Linked DNA regions of Sus scrofa: region 1 is linked to region 2. Evidence: chromatin contacts called from public HiChIP or PLAC-seq data. All regions are on one chromosome and are shown on one strand. The core of a region is the stretch at or near the end of the contact, and the rest is flanking DNA. Distances in the headings are between cores, read along the strand shown. Region 1 overlaps SLC1A3 (solute carrier family 1 member 3). Region 2 has its middle 66 kb from the start of SLC1A3.

Evidence for each region. HiChIP or PLAC-seq counts read pairs in DNA pulled down with a chosen protein or histone mark.
Region 1: an H3K27ac HiChIP or PLAC-seq map of skeletal muscle shows a contact between it and region 2. The contact joins two enhancer-like sites. A contact is called at or near these places in 4 of 47 Hi-C or Micro-C datasets (fibroblasts, psoas muscle and skeletal muscle) and 2 of 2 datasets of contacts at active chromatin or transcription factors (alveolar macrophages and skeletal muscle).

What each region holds. Positions count from the first base shown.
Region 1 is chr16:21,919,340-21,923,339 of Sscrofa11.1, forward strand. The region is part of intron 3 of SLC1A3 (solute carrier family 1 member 3); the gene reads left to right. Among named protein-coding and RNA genes, the nearest start is that of SLC1A3, 48 kb to the left of the region's middle. Within about 2 kb of position 2,537, at least 21 of the 83 cell types and tissues checked have an H3K27ac peak or open chromatin away from gene starts, as enhancers often do. A contact at or near this core is called in skeletal muscle, where this site is marked.
Region 2 is chr16:21,805,625-21,810,242 of Sscrofa11.1, forward strand. No RefSeq gene overlaps it. Among named protein-coding and RNA genes, the nearest start is that of SLC1A3, 66 kb to the right of the region's middle. Within about 2 kb of position 2,272, at least 18 of the 83 cell types and tissues checked have an H3K27ac peak or open chromatin away from gene starts, as enhancers often do. A contact at or near this core is called in skeletal muscle, where this site is marked.

The DNA.
Region 1 (4,000 bases), core at 1,287-3,786, 110 kb after region 2:
GCCACAGGCTCTTGAGTTAGGCCGCCTCTGACAATGCGAACTCTACTTTTTTAGACTCACAAAAATTCTTATGTCAAGATGCCAGAGAGCTACTTGAGTGTTGCCAGGGGTATGCAAACTAGAATCATCTGCAAAATAAGCTCAAAGGCACAGGAAAGACTTCATAATGCTGAGCCCGCCTCCCTGCCTGGAAAAGACCCACTGGTCCCTTTCAAGCTACTAAGATTTTACAGAGCTGGTTCCTTATTATGAAGAATAAAGGTATTCCCAGTGAAAGGATATAAACATGGAGAATTCAGCTATTATAATTTTAGACAGAGTAGGAAACTATTGAAAAATTGTTGTTTTTCAGTCAAAGGAAATGTAGAAAGTTGGGGCTAAGTCAGAAACTTTGGTCTTCCTCTTGTTCCCCTCCCCGCCTCCCCGCCACCCCGGCTCTTGATTCTACCTTAATTCTGACTTCCAGCTCTGACCACTGCTCCACCTGGTCCAGAGAACACCATGTCAATACTAATCTACAGCAACAAGGCCCTCTCTAGTCTCCCCGCCTCCCCCTACCCCCCAATGCCACAGGGACTCCCCCCCCCCTTTTTTTGTTTTGCTTTTTAGGGCTGCACCTGCAGCATATGGAGGTTCCCATACTAGGGTCAAATTCGAGCTACAGCTGCTGACCTACACCACAGTCACAGCAACGCCAGATCTGAGCCACGTCTGCGACCTACACCACAGTTCACGGCCACGCTGGAGCCTTACCCCGATGAGCAAGGCCAGGAATCGAACCCACAACCTCATGGTTCCTAGTCGGATTCGCTTCCGCTGCACCACGACGGGAACTCCACTTCCCCTTTTCTGACCTCCTTTCTTATATGAAGATGGTGTGATCTTGCTAAAACTCATCTCTGAACCTTTTCCCCATGTTGTTTCTGAAATAAAGGGCAGAATTCCAAGCATGACTTGTATGGCTTCTACTTACCTCTTTCCATCGCATTTCTCACTGCCTTTCCCCCATGTCTGCCTGGATTCTTCTCTTTACCTGAAACCCCACCTTGCCCTCAGCTTTTACTTCGGATGTCACTTGCTGCAGGAAACCTTACCTCCCCATGCTGTGTCATCAGGTGGCTCCATTGTCCTTCTCCACCTCTTCCAGCCAACTCTCAGTTTCATGAGAGCAAGAGACCATTTCGTTTGACCCTCCATCCCTGGGGCTGCAACCATCATTTTTTGAGAGCCCAGAAAGTCTTCCGGTTTACTTTTAGAAAATGTCACAAAACTCTCCATGTTCGTGTAAAAAAAGTGGTGTACGCTTTTATCAAAAGAGGTTGATAAAGGAAGCAAAAGGGGTCAAAGTTCCAAGGTGACCCAGCTCCTCCTGAAACCATTTATTTCACTGCTTCCCTTGAACAGCATCAGACCAGAAAGCCAGCATTTTGGACTCATGACTCAGAGAAATATTGCACCCTACTGCCAATTTATGCAGTTGGCTTTTTTAAGCAGGCAAAAAGAGCTTTGCTGTGCTTTTCCTGGAAAGATTCACGGATTCAGTCTTCAGTTAATATTTGGTGGCGTGCTTTCTAAAGCCACAGCATGCAATTCTGCCCTAGGACATGAGAGTGTGAGCTGTTTAAAACAGCGAGCATTACATGGAAGTTTTTGATTGCCAGTTAGTTCGCTTCCCTGATAGGCATTTCCGGATGTGAGGAAAGATTTATTTTGGCACCACCAGCTCCAACTGGTATGCGCGTGCGCGCCCCCTCCCCTCCCCCACACTTTCTCCCTCTGTGCTTAAGATCATTTGTCTTCAAAGTTTGGAAATTGAACTTATACTTCAGCAGAATAGCTGGCGCTGGTAACTTTCAAGGGGAGAAAAGGCATCTTTCCCTCCCCTGGAACTGAGTACAGCAGCTTAAAAATAGAACAATGTGTATTTGGCGTTTTTTCTTTTCATCCTTTGCGTCAATAGCAGGTGTACAGTTACAGACACAAAGAGCTAGATTCACGTCTTCTGCTCGCCTCCAGAGAATTCCCAGAGTTACCCAGGGAGCCAGCACTGGCCTAAAACGTTTAGTAAAAAGCAAGTAACCCAATATAGCTGTGTGTTACTAACGCGGCCCTATCACATGGCTTTATTATTCTTCCCCAGCCACAGTGACTCTAGGAGGCACAGTGGACGAAAACGTCACTAAGAACAATTCTTAGGTACCAGTAAACAATACAAAGTTAAAACCTGGAAAAGTCCGAATAGAGCCACTGGCCCGGCTGCAGTAAATTTCAGGCTTTGGAATGGTGAGCGTGAGGGCACTGACAATCGTAATGCTTCCACTGGAGAGCATAGGTACAGCTTCGTAAACTGAGTGTGAGATGTCAGACTGATTGGCTAGTTTGCCTTTCAATGCATTTTCTGAGCTATACTTCTTATGCTGCTTTATGACCTCTTAGAGGCACTGACCTCACAGGGGCTCTGTGAGTGAATTCCTCGGCCACTTAGCCGCATGTCCGTGGTCAGTAATGACCTTCCTTAACGAATCTGTACGCACGTAAATTTGCAGCGTGGAAGTGGCTTTAGCACATCTCCCGGCAGCTGCTTGCAGTTCTTTCACGTTCCTCCCTGAGGAAATGGTTCATAATAGATTTGAACAGATGCTAGGTGTTTGGCAGCAGAGGGAGGGGGTCTTGGTTTTCAAAATTTGGGATATTTTCATGTCTCATAATTAAAAAAAACCTTCCACTGCCTTCGATGTGTTCCAGTGGTCACAGAAATACCTAACCTCTGACTCCACACGTAGCCCTCTCAAGGTCTCCTAACCTATTTATTGGATCTGACGACACCGCTACTAAATCCTTGGCTCTCAGAGTCCAGTCTGGTAACATGCACAGGCAGCTCTGATTTGGCACTAAAATTGCTCCTTCTTCCCAAATGTGCTTTTCCAGTTGTCCCTACAGCAAAGTCAAGCATTGCCAGAGCTCCAGCTTCTAGGTTATGGCCCCACCTCCACCCTAGACCCTGGCCCCCCAGACCCCAGACCCCCTAACCCAGGGCTCTTCTTTTTTCTTCTGCCATACACACCTTCCTTCTCTCCAGGTCCCCGGAACATGGAGCCCGCAGCACTGCTCTGTGGGCAGGTGAGCCTAGAGGGCCAGCACTGGGTGGTATTTCTTCTGTGGCTCTGGGCCTGGCACGCAGTAAGTGCTCAATACATTTCTTTCAAATGAGCCAAGAATGGTTCGCTAAGAAAGAAGGAAAAAGTCATGTTTTCTTCTTCTTCTTTTTTTTTTTTTTTTTTTTTTTTGCTTTCTAGCGCCACATCCACGGCATATGGAATTTTCCAGGCTAGGGGTCAAATCAAGCTACAGCTGCTGGCCTACACCACAGCCAGAGACATGCAGGATCCAAGCCGGATCCTTAATCCACTCAGCAAGGCCAGGGATCAAACCTGCATCCTCATGGATGCTAGTTGGGTTCGATACCGCTGAGCCACCATGGGAACTCCCTCACGTTTTCTTCTTAATCTGCTTTAATGTCAGAATCTTCCTCGGGAGGAGATCCTTAGGCCTCTCCAAGGGCTGTTCTGGAGCATAGATTAAACTGTGTGTGCGTCCAGAAAAATCCACGGTGGCATCGGATAAGCCCGTGGAAATGTCCTCCTGCTTCCGAACGCTCAGCAGTAGGTTAAGGGGCACTTGAGTATCTTGCGTTTTGATTCCCCAGGGATGGCGATCCCACATCCCACCCACCTTCTTTACAGAGTTGATCTCCCTGCTAGAAACAGTGTACATCTCTACTCATCTGGAAGTTAGTCCCCAGGCATTTCAAGAGGCATTTTCCTGTGCTGTGGCCTCCATAAGGCTGTCAATACACTGCTCAGCAAGCTTGGGCTGCACCACTTCTTTTATTTCTCCCGTCAAACCTCGTCTAGCTCTGTGTTTTCACTGGATACGCGGTAAATGGTCCTGACAGCATCTGCCATATGTTTTCATGCTTCATTCCCTTCCTTGTCCTCAT
Region 2 (4,618 bases), core at 1,022-3,521:
GGTGGTACAGGGATGTGGGGCCTTTGGGAGGTGATCCGTTTACAAGGCCAGAGCCCTTATGAATGGGCTTCATGCTCTTATTAGAGAAACTGCAGTGATATCCCCATCCACTTCCCCTGTGTGAGGATACAGCAAGAAGTCTGCAAATGGGAAGAGGGCCTTCACCCAACCATCCAGGCACTCTGATTTCAGACTTCCAGCCTCCAGGACTGGGAGGTAAAATTGTATTGTCTTAAGCCAGTAGCTTTGTGGTAATTTGTTACAGCAGCAATAGGAAATGAATCAAAATAAAGCTCGTGTAGCTATTTGAATATCCAACAGTTTCAACGTAAAGACCATTGCAAGGATAGGGAAGCTCATTACATAATGATGAAGAAGGCAGTTCTTCTAGAGGATGCGACAGCTCCAAAAATGTATGTACCTGACAACAGAGCTTCAAAAGTGCATGAAACAAAAAACAATAGGAGTTCAAGGAAAAATGAACCAAATCCATAGTTATAGCTGCAGATTTCAATGTCTACCTCTCAATAATTGATAGGAAAAGGAAACAGAAAAATCAGTTAAAAGATAGACATCTTGAACAACACTTACCTGTCAGCTTGACTTAACTGATATTTCCACAACAATCTATACAGAAGAATGGACATTATTTCCAAATGCTATGGAACATAGACCATCATCTGAACCCAGATGAACTGCAAAATAATTATGCTGAGTGAAAGAAGCCAGACCAAAATATAGTAGATATGTATGATTTATATACATTTCTAGAAGACAAAAATCTATTATGAGAGAAAGCAGACCCGCGGTTGTCTGGGGAGCGAGGTGAGTGGTGTGAAGGGTGGGCAGGAGGACGGGGGAGGGATGAATTGCGAAAGAGCAAGAAGAAATTTTCGGAGGTGATGAATATTTACCCTTTATCTTTTGTGTGTGTGTGTCTTTTTGCTATTTCTTGGGCCGCTCCTGCGGCATATGGAGGTTCCCAGGCTAGGGGTGCAGTCAGAGCTGTAGCCACCAGCCTACAGCAGAGCCACAGCAACGCAGGATCCAAGCCACATCTGCAACCTACACCACAGCTCACCGCAACGCCAGATCCTTAACCCACTGAGCAAGGCCAGGGATCGAACCCGCAACCTCATGGTTCCTAGTCAGATTCGTTAACCACTGCGCCACGACGGGAACTCCATTTACTCTTTATCTTGATGGTAGTGATGATTCCATGGGCTTATACATATGCCTAGACTTTAAATACATGGCAGTTTATTTTATGTCATTTGATAAACCAGCCGTCAATAAATTTTTTTCAATTTGAAGGCTTTGTTCTCAAACCCTCAACACAATCTACCTTTTTTTTTTAAGAGCTGTGCAGTTTTTTGGAGTTCCCGTTGTGCTCAGTGGTTAGCGAGTCTGACTAGGAACTATGAGGTTGTGGGTTCGATCCCTGGTCCCGCTCAGTGGGTTAAGGATCAGGCGTTGCCATGAGCTGCAGGTCAAAGATGTGGCTCGGATCCCATGTGGCTGTGGCTCTGGCATAGGCCAGCAGCTACAGCTCTGATTAGACCCCTGGCCTGGGAACCTCCATATGCCTTGCTAGAAAAGGCAAAAGGACACAAAAAATAAAAATAAAAAAATAAAAAAAAAAACAAGCATTAAAAAAAAAAAAATAAGAGCTGTGCAGTTTTATTTTTTGTTTTCATTTATTTATTTTCTCTTCTTAGGGCCACACCTGCAGCACATGAAGGGTCCCAGGCTAGGGGTCGAATCGGAGCAGCAGCTGTGGGCCTACGCCACAGCCGGAGCGACGCAGGATCCAAGCCACATCTGTGGCAATGTCAGATCCTTAACCCACTGAGCCAGGCCAGGGATGGAACCCGAATCCTCATGGACACTGTGTCAGGTTCTTAACCTGCTGAGCCACAACGGGATTTCAAGTTTGAACTTGAAAGACCATCCAGTTACATTAAAACAAGACCCACAGGGAACAAGGAGACCCGTGCCTCTGTGGGCACATTTACCCTGAAGAGGAGTAACAGGGAGGGAAGATGGAACGGAGGAGGCAGAGAGCAAAGGCAGAGCCTTGTCGGAGCTACCAAAGTGCTACCAACACAAAACCTGCTTCACTTGCCCGCCGTCTCCCCAGGCACTACGCCGAGTACAAAGTAAGTGAGATCCATTTTCTTTACTCCTGGCCTGACAGCTATTCTCTGGCCCTGAAGCAGAAGAGCGTGTTCCAGCTAGCTTGCTAGTTACACCATCCTGGCCGGGCCACACGCTCAGCGAGCTCCATTCCAAGTCCCTGCGTCCTGGCTAAGCCCCCAAGGGCATTGCTTGGAGCTTGCTATAGGCAGGCCAAAGGTTTGCATTTTTGTAGCTGGGGGACTTTACGACGGAGGGGCTCAGTCCAGGCGGCTGGAACACACAGGGAAGGTTTTGTTTGATCTATTAAGGCGATTGAGATGTTGTAACTCATTTGCAACCGATTTGATTTTATTCCAAAAGTATTTCCCTCCAGCCTAGACTTGGCTTAGGTGTCCTGGAAATCAGAAGAGCTGCATGTGGGTACAAAGTAATGAGGTCCGCAGGGTGACAGGAAAAGAACTCGAAGTCTCCTTGCATAGGAATATTTTAATTACTGTAGAAGTCACGCCTCCCTCCATCCGCTGGTGAGCCAGTGGCATTTCCTTCCACGGGGGCGGGGAACGGAGCTGCAGGGAATGCTGCTGGGGCTCTCAGAAATGCCACCACGGTTGCCATTGGCAATCCTTTCTTGTGCAATGCCCTTTCTCAGGAAGATGAATACGAGCTGTACGTACCCAGCGTCAATCAAACACTCGGCAACCACCGGTCTCATTAAGCAGAAACTGAAAGGCCCCCGGGGAAAGAAATAAATGCCCCTGACTCTGGGGTTCAGGGGAGAAGGGAGGAAGGGAGAGAAACTTCCTGCACTGTGAGGACCACTTCCAGGCAGAAAACCTGAAGTCCAGTGCAGAACATTGTTCTCCCTCCCGAGGGCAAAGCCCATTTTAAATTCCATCTCTTTGTCGCCCTGTTTCATCAGTAAAACCCCTCATTTGGGAGCCGCAGGCAGAAGGACTTAACCGCGGGCAAAGGTCTCCAGTGCTGGACAGGACAGCACTTGTGTCTCTTAGAACAGAAGATGCATCTGTGGAAAGGATGGGGCACCCGGGGTCTTCTAACCTAGATCTGCCTCGTAGGGGAGAGAAAATCATTTTCCCCCCACCCTTCCGAGTTCCTAGCTGAGACCTCGGTCATAAAAGACAGATGAGGAGTTCCCGTCCATAGCTCAGTGGTTAATGAATCCGACTAGGAACCATGAGGTTGAGGGTTTGATCCCTGGCCTTGCTCAGTGGGTTAAGGATCCAGCATTGCCGTGAGCTGGGGTGTAGGTTGCAGATGTGGCTCCGATCCTGCGTTGCCGTGGCTGTGGAGTAGGCGGGTGGCTACAGCTCCAATTGGACCCCTAGCCGGGGAACCTCTATATGCCGCGGGTGCAGCCCTAAAAAGACAAAAAGACCAAAAAAATAAATAAATAAAAATAAAAAAATAAAAGACAGATGAACAAGAGAAAAACAAACAGAAGTTTATTGACATGTATACTCGTGAACTCAGGGGAGACACCGGGGAAAAAAGGAGTAACTCAAAGAGGTGGCTTTAGAACTCAGGATAAAGTCCTGTCTTGACAGGGAACAGAGAGAGGGATGTAGGCCTCTCAGGGGAGAGTCAATGATTTGGGTAAAAGATGAATGGGCTTTTAGGAGAATAGGTGAGAGGTATGAGAGTTTATGACAAAGGGTTTCTGGGAGGCCTGCCGATTTTAAGGCTCCTCTCCTGGGATAAAAGTCAATCTTCCTCTGGTTGATGGAAACTCCGTGGGAGGGGATTGAGTTCCTTTTGAAGGATCTGTCTTCCAGCCCATAAGGGGAGACTGGGGAAAGCCTCTTCCTACATTCACCGTTTTTCAGAAGCCTCTGGCTCAAAATAATCTATATACCAAAGGGCATATTTGGGGGTGGCCTGTCCTGACTTCCCACAGTCATATTTGGAGGTGTCACATTCTGCTCCCCTTTGGCTTTGTATGAATTGTGAAACCTCACGCCACTCCCTTTACCTCCCTGGCTGTGTTTCTGCACCTGCAGAATAAGAAGATCGCACTTTGGTTTTCAAGCTTTAAGTAAAGACTTAATAAAATCCACTCTGGCTGTTCTCTGGAACTCTGAGGTCTTAGGAAATCAGTAAGAATTCAGCAGAAAATAAAAGTTGGTTCGCTGAAGAAAGCCATTCTACTTCAATTTGGTTTTACTGCATTTTACCTTCCGTGTACTATTCTTGGCACCTCCTGACAAACGAAACAATCGGTCTGAATTTCAAGAAGCCAAAGTTGTAAGGGCAGGAATGATTTAATAAGAAAAACTTCTCTTGGCCCTTTGTCCAAAAAACTCCTTTCTGCATACAGAGATCAGGCCACCTCTGAGTTTTCAGCAGACTCTTAGTAGAAAGAAAGAAATTCTTATTTTGAATATTCCATGCAGCACGCAGGACTTGGTCCTACACAGTTTGTCTTAACATTTATCATTCTTGGAGTTCCCGTCGTGGCGCA